Linked DNA regions of Gasterosteus aculeatus: region 2 is linked to region 1. Evidence: chromatin contacts called from public Hi-C data. All regions are on one chromosome and are shown on one strand. The core of a region is the stretch at or near the end of the contact, and the rest is flanking DNA. Distances in the headings are between cores, read along the strand shown.

The links. Hi-C and Micro-C count contacts between places; a contact is called where the count stands out from the background.
Region 2: a Hi-C map of liver shows a contact between it and region 1, with 2.1 times the contacts expected there. The contact joins the enhancer-like site here to the promoter of ssbp4 in region 1. A contact is called at or near these places in 4 of 6 Hi-C or Micro-C datasets (liver, skeletal muscle and tail fin).

The regions. Positions count from the first base shown.
Region 1 is chr8:19,014,559-19,019,243 of fGasAcu3.hap1.1, forward strand. ssbp4 (single stranded DNA binding protein 4) reads left to right here and starts at 3,306. Exons shown (of 17, transcript XM_040184287.2): 1 at 3,306-3,539. The coding sequence starts at 3,484.
Region 2 is chr8:19,065,833-19,070,495 of fGasAcu3.hap1.1, forward strand. The region is part of intron 5 of ssbp4 (single stranded DNA binding protein 4); the gene reads left to right. Among protein-coding and RNA genes, the nearest start is that of fkbp8, 16 kb to the right of the region's middle. Within about 2 kb of position 2,444, at least 7 of the 9 cell types and tissues checked have open chromatin away from gene starts, as enhancers often do. A contact at or near this core is called in liver, where this site is marked.

The DNA.
Region 1 (4,685 bases), core at 2,056-4,555:
TGAGCGTTTTGAAGTACACCCTCCGGATACACTTCATGTTACTGTACGTGTCAGTGGGAACGCACTTCTGCACTCCGAAATAGCAAGTGAACCGAGTACCGAAGAACGCAAATTGAGACGCAGCGGCCTTTTTCAAGGTAGAAAATATGCCAGAAACACACAGAAAGTGCCTTCAAAGGATTAGTGATGCGATCAAATAATAACCTTTTCAAAATATGTGATCGTCATTACATTATATCATAATGAAGAGGGAAATTTAGAGGAAAAACAAATAGGTTTAAGTAAAATAAATGGGGACGCTTTACACATCAAATTTGGTATGAGAAGAAACCCTGATGATGTCATTGGGGTCATCTCGACTCAGCCTTGAGGCTTAATTATTTTAACAGACGCCCTCGATTCCAAACTGGAGCTGTTGCGATTGAAAGAGCACGGCTGTAGGTTTTTGGAACTTGATCCATACATTGGAGTAAATTATATCCCCGTAGTTTTCAATTTCATCATTCTTTCAGATCAGTGTCCTGTGAGCTCCCCATCTTTGATAACAGCGCATAACAAAAGTGTTGGAGTACCCCTTTAATCACAAAAATATGAAACACTGAATAATTGATTGCGTTATTATTAACCACCTCAAGCCTCTCCCATTCTTCAGCTGTGATCTCTGTGAGCAGTAAACTAGCCTGATGAGAAGCCGTGCTATTGGATATTAAAAGTTAAAGATCACGAGCACGTCCGGCCTTTAGGCCCGGGTTGAGCAACGCCACGGACTTGTCTCACTTTAAGGATCTCGTAGCTAATCGTAGACCCTGTGGGTGATGTGGAGCAACCAGTGTGCCACCTCTCGTACAGCTGCTTTGTAATTGGAGTCGGAGGCGTGAGAGTGCCGGTGAAAGTGGGTTGCCCTCGGGGTCGCCGGGGTGTCAAGAGTTGGAATGAATAATAATAAGCAAATCCTCTTTTAGCTAACAATCAGCTAAAGATCTCATCAGGATGTGGCCCTGTGAGAGAGACGTGAGACGTGGAGTAGAAGCTGGGCTCTGACTGCGGGGCGAACGCTCTCTTGGCAGAACAGTGAGTCTATGACTTGGCTCTGGAGACGCCTGCTTAGGCCTCTCTCTCTCTTGTTAACCAAGAACGCCCTTGCTTCTGGATCCGCATCAAAACCCTTCATATTTTATGTTTTTTATTAATTTTAATATGAAAAGTTCATGTCCTTTGCTGCTCACAAAAGCAGGCTGAGTGAAATAAACCTCGGGGGAGTTTTTTGCGGTTGGTTGTGCTCTGACCAGACAACCAGCATGATTATCTGTCAGCTTGAGTCAAATTATTGTGGGAAAAAAAGGTGCATAAACGTTGTCCGCAGTCAGTGAATATGATCAGGCAAACACCCACTGAGATAAACAAAAATCAATGAAGGTTTCAGAGGCCCAATGCTCACACCATTTTGTTAACACTTGCACCAGTGATGCATATTGTAAACATTTTTTGAGCTATTCCGAATAACACGGGTCAACATTTGGTGATCGTTTCACTTTTTTTACTGGGTCTATTGACTAGTGCGGATGACCGGCATCAAGATCAGGGTCTGAGTCAAGTGTGTAAAATGCGTCGCTGGATGCAGAGGAATAACAGACCCGGGATGCCACGGGTCACCGGGTTTGTCGAAAATAGGTCCAAAATAGCTCGTCCCTGTGGTGGGAAATGTGTGGTGATCCTGGTGTGAATTGGTCACCATCACACTGACTCCGGTGGAATGTCTATCTGCCGGTCGATGCACGCACATTTAGAACAGAGATTAAACCGCTGCACACAACTGGTTTAGATGTATTGCTGCTGCAGACGTGGGTGTTCCCTAATTGCATTATCGCCATAGTTTTTGGGGGATCAGTCTGGGGACGAGAATACAGTGGTACACACAAACATTCTGCACAGGGTTGTAGGTTTGTAGCTGGCCACAGATAACATCTGTTGAACTGACATTAAAAACCCAATGCTGAACGTTAATTTTCGATAATTCTGCAAAACCCGTCAGATTAAAACCAAACTAGCCAAAATACAAAACAAGTATTTTAACACTATCTTTATTTCTTCATTCCGACGTTTAATCGTGTTAAAGTTAAACTGCCTTTGTTGGAGTATTTCATCATTGGAATTAGGATATTCCTTTCTTCTTTTTGTTCTGTTGTCAGGCAGTTGAACTGTGCAATTTTAAAAGATTGGACTGGAAGTGAGTTGGTAATAATCCTTGAACCACCCTATCCTCATTATTCCTTTCAACTAAATATTCTTCAGACACCAGCTGAGGATTTCTTGAGGCCATAGGCTGCTATAATGCCGAAAACATACCAGGCAAACTGCAGCTCGCAGAGCTTATTACATTTCTTTCTACGGCCAGGAGGTATGCGTGTGCATTTCAGGCAGGTAGAAATTCCTCGTTACGCAGGTCAATCTGTGACAGGAGACGCAGGACTCTACTTCCTGATTGGCTGTCCTCTCTCCACCACGGCTGCTCATTTTGTTTAATTTAAATAGTCTCACCAGGTTTTTAGTTACGCTTGGTCTTCATCTGCATAAACCAACCTCCTTTAACAAATGTGACTCCTTCCTTTTAATTCTATAAATGAATATTTACTTAATCTTTATTTTATCTGCAACTGTGCATAAACACTGCGTTAAAATAGTTGCGCAGCTTCTAATCAATACTGATTCTGAATTTGATGTCAATGTTGTGAATAAAGCAATTGGACTATATGGTACAGCGCCAACATTTAAAAAAAAAATATTTGACTTCATACAATCTTTTAAGCTCATGAGGTGCAGCACTTTTTTTGGGGTCATTTCCAAACAACTGACTACTTGAAAACCAGTACAGCAAATAACGCGTCCCCCAATCATCTGTGCAAAACATTTCAATAAATGACCGTAGCGTCCTCATTGGTGAGTCAAAGTCAAAAAATCTAATTGGACTCCTGGAATGTCTTTTTTTGGTGGGGGGGGGGGGGGGAGAAGGGGGGCACTAGGACTATTGCCAGCCTCCCAAAAAGAAAAGAGCTGGCTATGGTTGGTTACCCGGCATGCCTTTCCCCCCTTCTCTCCTCATGTTTCTGAGGTCAGTAAACAAGTAGTGTGTGTTTCCCTTTAAGGAGCCCCCACCGTTTGCACAGCGGAGGGAGTAGCAGCAGGTCTGCGGAACAGCGGCTGAGGAGGAAAAAAAAAATCCAACAGGACGGTTTCAAGTCCCCCCAATAGAAACTGTGCCTGATTTGTGGCCAATGTTGGAGATGTAAAAAAAAAAAGAAAAAAAAAAAAGAATAGAAAGGGAGGGAGGGAGAGGAGAGAGAAGGAGGAGGGGGAGGAGGAGGAGAAGTGGGGAGGGGTGGGGAGGAAAAACACTAAAGGGGTAGCTATGGAGATGGAGCGTTTTCCTGGCTGCTTTCTTTGACAGGTGTTGAGTGGGGCAAAAGTCTTAAAACAGAATCCAGCATGTACGCCAAAGGTAAAGGAGCTGTCGTCCCTTCCGATAGCCAAGCGAGAGAAAAGTAAGTGAATTACGCGCTACACACCTAAGGACTTTTACCTTGCTTATCTCCGGGGCGAGGGGACGGGGGGCTGCTGCCGCCGGTGGGGGGGTATGGAGAGGGGGGGTGGGGGGGACGACACACCGGAGGGGAGTCCAACTTTCTTAACTAGGTAGTTGTAATTTAAAAAGCGGCGTACTGTAGCAAAGTGCGCGCTCTCCTCTCCTCGCGCTCTCCTCTCAGGCGCGTCTCCCAAACTTTAAGTTGTCCTCCCGGTTTGCACGGCGGGGGTTCTGTTGCGTTTTGTCCGTTTGCACGGGGTATCCTCCTTAATGTTGTGCGGTGGTTGCGGGGCGCGCACACTTCTTCGGCCCCCCTCCCCTCCACCATCTTGTAACGCGTTGCTACATTTCGGTCTGCAACAATGTATTTAAAATGTTACAAACAGGCTCCTGCAGCGCGAGACCGGAGATGAAGCGCGGGTTTTTTTTTTAAAGGAAAGAAAATGTCGTTTCTTGTAGGACAAGGCGTCTGTTGGGGGGCGGGTGGGGGGGTTCTGGTCTGGACGACGGGCTCGTCCCCTCGTAAACTTTCCGAGGAATGAAAGAGGGCTGTTTCGCTGCGTGAAGCCGACCGGGAGATAGATGGGCGGCTGGCGGGACTGGGGGGTGGGGAGGGGGGGTCTGGTGATGGTGGCGGAGGGTCCCATTCTGCAGCCAGGTAGCGGTGGTGAAACTTTTTTTTTTAGCCTCAGCTCAGGCGAAAGGGGAGACCTTCATCTCAAAAACTTCTATCACAGAACCGAGTGCCGCGTGTCATCCTGCACGCGCGTGGACGTTATTGAAGAATAAAACGAGAGATTTTTTTTTTTTTTTAAACCGTGAAATTCCATCTCGTTGCTTGGCAGATGATGTGTTCACTGCCTTATTTGGTTTTCAAAGCACATGAATAAAAGAGAAGAAAAAAAAAAGACCGATGTAACTTTTGAGTGCCTCGCGCACTGAAGCTCCTGCCTCCTTATCTCGCTGCCTATAGAATATTCCTGCATGTGTTCAAAAGATCTGGATCTCCTCCGCATCCCCGGGGCTTCAGATCGCTGTAGCCTTCATCGCCGCTTGGTATTTCTAAGAAATTGCCAGTGTGAGGTGAGAGGAGCGAGCAGGCGTC
Region 2 (4,663 bases), core at 1,194-3,693, 50 kb after region 1:
GGCAGAGAGACAGACAGGCCGCTCAGGGGGAAGAAAGGAGGTATTGATGGTTCCTTCCCAACGCCGCAACATTCGTTCTCGTCTCTTCTCTATGCTTAGCTCAGCTAATCTGAGCAGCAAAGCGGGCAAATGTAAAGAAAAGCAAAACAGAGTCTGCATAACGCACGCACACACACACACACACACGCACACGATTGACTAAACGGTCTCTGCACCCCCCCCTTCCCCTCCCAAACTTCAGACTTCCTTAAATCAAGCAGACGGTGATGCCAGAACTGCAGCATATTCTAATGCGCTGTAGCGTGCTATAACTTGGGCTCGAGCCGACACACACACGCACGCACGCACACACACACACACACACACGCGCGGCTCAGGTAGCTGCCGCTCGCTCCCCGGTGAACTAATGGTTGCGGTCTCTGCTGAAAATGCAGGCTGCCGAGTTTCCTGCAGTTCATTTATTCATTCAGATGAAGCAGATTCTTCATTCCATTTGTTTGTTTTTTATCGTTCCCTCTCGTGTCGTTGAGATTTCACTCGCATTCTCATCTCCCTGCTCTCGGTTACGGGGGGGTGGGGGGGGGTCAGTCGTCTGACAGGGACACTTTTCCACCTCCTCTGGAAGACTCAACAATGGTTATCGTGTTTTGGATGTGGGATTGTGGACGGCTTTTATCCGCTGAAGCAGAATCCTGCTTTGGTATTTTCTCATCTCCTTGTCTGCTTCCTTCCTCCACCTCTCTCCTTAGTGCGCTTAGCGTCCTTCTCCGTGACTTTTCCTCACTCTCTCCACCTCCCGTGTCTTTGAAGCACTTTCTCACACACACACACACACACCGCTTCAGTGACACATGCTTACTCACCAACTCTGCTCCGTGTGAACTGTGTGTGTGTGTGTGTGTGTGTGTGTGTTGCATTACGTTCTTCCCCGTTGCACTTGCTCTGTAATTAACATGAGTGACCCCAACACTGTTATTGGCTTCGGTCCTGGGAGAGAGGGGGAGAGAGAGAGGGAGGGATGAGGGGGCAAAGGAGGGACGTTGCAGGAGCAAAATGGAGGCAGAGGGTGCAGGAGGAGGGCGCGCTTCGCTGATCCGTAGAGACAAAGAAAAGGTGGACGGAGAGAGAGACGTGAGACCCGACGGAGGAGGAGAAAATGTGGTGGTGGTGGGGGGGAGAAGAAGAGGTGGCGCAGAAATGCTGTGTTTGGTGGGAGGGTCTCTTCATATTGGGTTGTAGTGCTCCCCTCCTCTCAGTCCATCGCTGCTGCATCACGGCCCTCTGGGGAGGACAAGCGAGGGGGGGGGGGGGTAGAAGCGAGGACGCTGAGACGTCACAAAGTCTTTCAAAAAAATGTGGGTTTTTTTTATCACAGGAACGACAGCTAACGGCAATCGTGGCGAGTTGATGGATTCGACTCCCGTCTGCAGAACTCAACGTGGCGGTTCCTATTAGAATGTCTACATGTGGACATTAGATTTTAAAATAATGTGAAGGACACTAAATCGGGGAGAAAGCTGCATAAATCAAGAGTACGGCTTCCAACCAAGGGAAAGAAAATCAGATCAAATGTGCTCTTTTAGACGTTTATGCAATCCGCCGGTCAAATAAGGCCTTTGTTGACTTTGTTTTCTGATCCACACGACAAACGTTTTCTAGTCGAAAACTTAATGCGCTCCATTAGGTCTGTAAAGCAGTTAGGGTGGGGCAGCCTCTCTCTACTAAACTGGGAAAGGCGCCTCTTGACAAAAAAAACAAAAGTCAAGGGCAGCGTGTTTTCCTGCAGGTAATTGTGGCTCTTCAGGGAGAAAACCAAAAAAAGCACAACAAGAAGATTAAGTTTGATTACACGTTAAACAACAAGCAACCCGCCTATCAAAGACGCATCTGAGAAGCTGTTCAGAGCTTAGACACGCCAGCCAATCAGGGGGACATCTGCTCTCTGATGTGCTCATCGGAGGTGAGACTCGGAGGTGGAAGGGAGGATGGAAGCCACGGCCGATGGCTGTTTGTTCAGGTGTCAAATTCATTGTGGGTCAAATGTCAAATCTCGGCGTCTGGGTGGGACGACAAAAGCAGGAGGTTTCGGTTGATCGGTGAGCGGACGAGAGACGCTCATCAGAAGGTCTCCGCGGTGTCTCTGCTCGTCCTCCAGCGTTCAGCAGTGTTGGCGGGACAAAACGGGGGGGGCGTTGTGTCACGGATGTGCACGGATAATTTTTTTGGGGGGGGAAATGGCTGTCGGCGTCTCGCGGCCTTCCTGCCTCTGGGAGGGAAACACCCCTGGTGTACACAATGAGCTAGCAGAAGAAGACCGCCGCGCTCTCAGGAATGTTAGCGAGGAATGACAATGAGTGTGCGCTCAGGGCGTGCGTTTGTGTGTGTGCGTTTGTGTGTGTGTGTGTGTGTGTGTGGAGCTGTTCCGCCCCGGCTTTGTTTGTTGTGTTCAGTGATGCAGGGTGCTTTGTGTTCTCACTCCCTGTTTGTGTGTGTGTGTGTGTGTGTGTGTGTCCAGTAATTTGATGGAAGTTACACACTGCCCTCTAGTGGCAGTAGGCAGCTGTAAAAGGATCAGTCTCTGTGTGTGTGTGTGTGTGTGTGTGTGTGTGTTAGTGGTCCATCAGGGGCGGCGGTGTGGGTCTTCCTCAAGCTGAAATGAGTGGTGGGGGGGGAGAGGGGGGGGGGGGGGTTGTGTTGTGTTGATGGGTTTGTGGTACTGTGCCAAGCTGTTATCTCCTTAGCCGGGTAGAAAATGATTTTATTAATTGCTTCATTTAACGCTCCCCGTGTCCCCCACCTCCTCCCTCTCCTCCCCCTCTGCTACACGTGTACACAAACAACACACACGTACCGCACACACACTCCAGGCCAAAGCTACTTTTCAAACTCGCCCTGCGTAGACCTCTGTGGCAGTTGAAACGCCCTCTCTCTCTCTCTCTCTCTCCCCCCCCCTCCCTCTCTGCGGGGACCTGTGGAGAGAACAGTATGGCCATAAAGGCCATATGCTGCCCCATTCAGACGTAATAGCAGGCGGGCCCAGGGAGGCCCAGCCAGAGGAGCGATGCTCCATTATGGCACATTATAGAGAGGATCAAGGGAGGAGCGCCGCCAGTGTGCGTGTGTGCGTGTGTGTGTGTGTGTGTGATTGTGTATTACCCACAGAGCAGCGACTGTTCACACAGTCACATTGTGGGGACTTAACTTCCGTTTGGGGACGACAAGCTGGTCCCCACCAGATGTACTGTTGAAGGTTGAGGCCTGGTTCTGGATGACAGTTGGTTAAGGATGAGGTCACGGCTGCAGAAGGCCGGGGTCAGGAGGGTTACGGATCTGCTGCAGGAAATCTCAGTAAATACTGTGTCCTAAGACCAGGTTGTGTTTGTGTGTGTGTGTGTGTGTGTGTGTGTGGAGGGGAAGCAGACCGCTGTAGCTGGATCAGTGCAACCAGACCCGGCAGGGGTGTCTCGTTAGACACACACGCGCACACGCTCAGACTGGCACGTCAACAACAATAACCTCTGAGGTCACAACGGAGCTAGCGCTGCATTAGCCCCGGTGTGAACCTGCTGAGAGACGGAGCGAGCCGGTACAGCTGGTGTCAACCACCCAAAACACACACACACACACACACACTCACACGGAGAGGCAGTGGCACAGACGTCATCCCGAGTACACTGTGTGCACAACTGAATAAACACTTCCTAGATTGTTGAATAGATTACCAGCCGGCCGCGTGTTGGGAAGCTGGTTAATAAGTGGCTCTATTGAAGACGCCAGCGCTGCTCAGATGAGCCGTTCTCACGACGGCGAGATGAATGCGATCAATGAAGCGGCCCGCGTCCCTTTAGGGCATGAATGAGGAGGACTCCACGGGGGGGTGGGATCAGGTGTTTTAGTTCAACTTTATAAACGGCAGAGATTCATCAACCTTGACGTGCCCCTTTTGGCGCCGCACGCGGCCTCCTGCGGTTTGTGTGCCGTCGTCCTGATTTGATCAGCTTCCCCGTGATCGACATTTGACAGAAATTCCACAAAGAATTATTTTTGTTTTGGAATCCTCCCGTCTGCTTATTGACCAGTGATGTCTGGTGGCAGATGTCAAGTAAACTATCAAAGAAATCCCATTAAGTCAGATTACTGCATACCATAAAAACATTTAATATCATATATAATATAGATATGGTCCATGGACTTTATTTTATTGCTTTTCCTGACGTTTCACTATCAATATCCTGGTATTGAGGTCACACTTTTTGTGACATCACTCGTGCTGAGACCCGTATAACGGGAGGTGAGTCCATCGAAGACCACTTATCCTGCTTATGAGCGTTGTTGTTTTCACGTGGACGTGCGAGCTCATCTCTCCTGGCAGGACGGGTGCAGGGGGTGTGAGGGGGTTGCGGGGGGGGGGGGGGGGGGGGGGGCTGGCGGCGTTGCACCTGTGTCTGTGCGAACGCACGTTGCTTCAAGCTGTCAGTCAGCCGTGTTTGTTTTCCCAGCGTAGCAGCTCCCACAGGTTCCCGGTGCTCGGCTCTGTCGGAGCGCCGCCGTGCCAGCCATGCCAACAGTGAGGGGGGGGGGGAAGTGACAGAAAGGGGGCGGGGTTTAAAAGGTGTGTGTGTGTGTGTGTGTGTGTGTGTGAGAAGTTGGATAGATGCAGGTG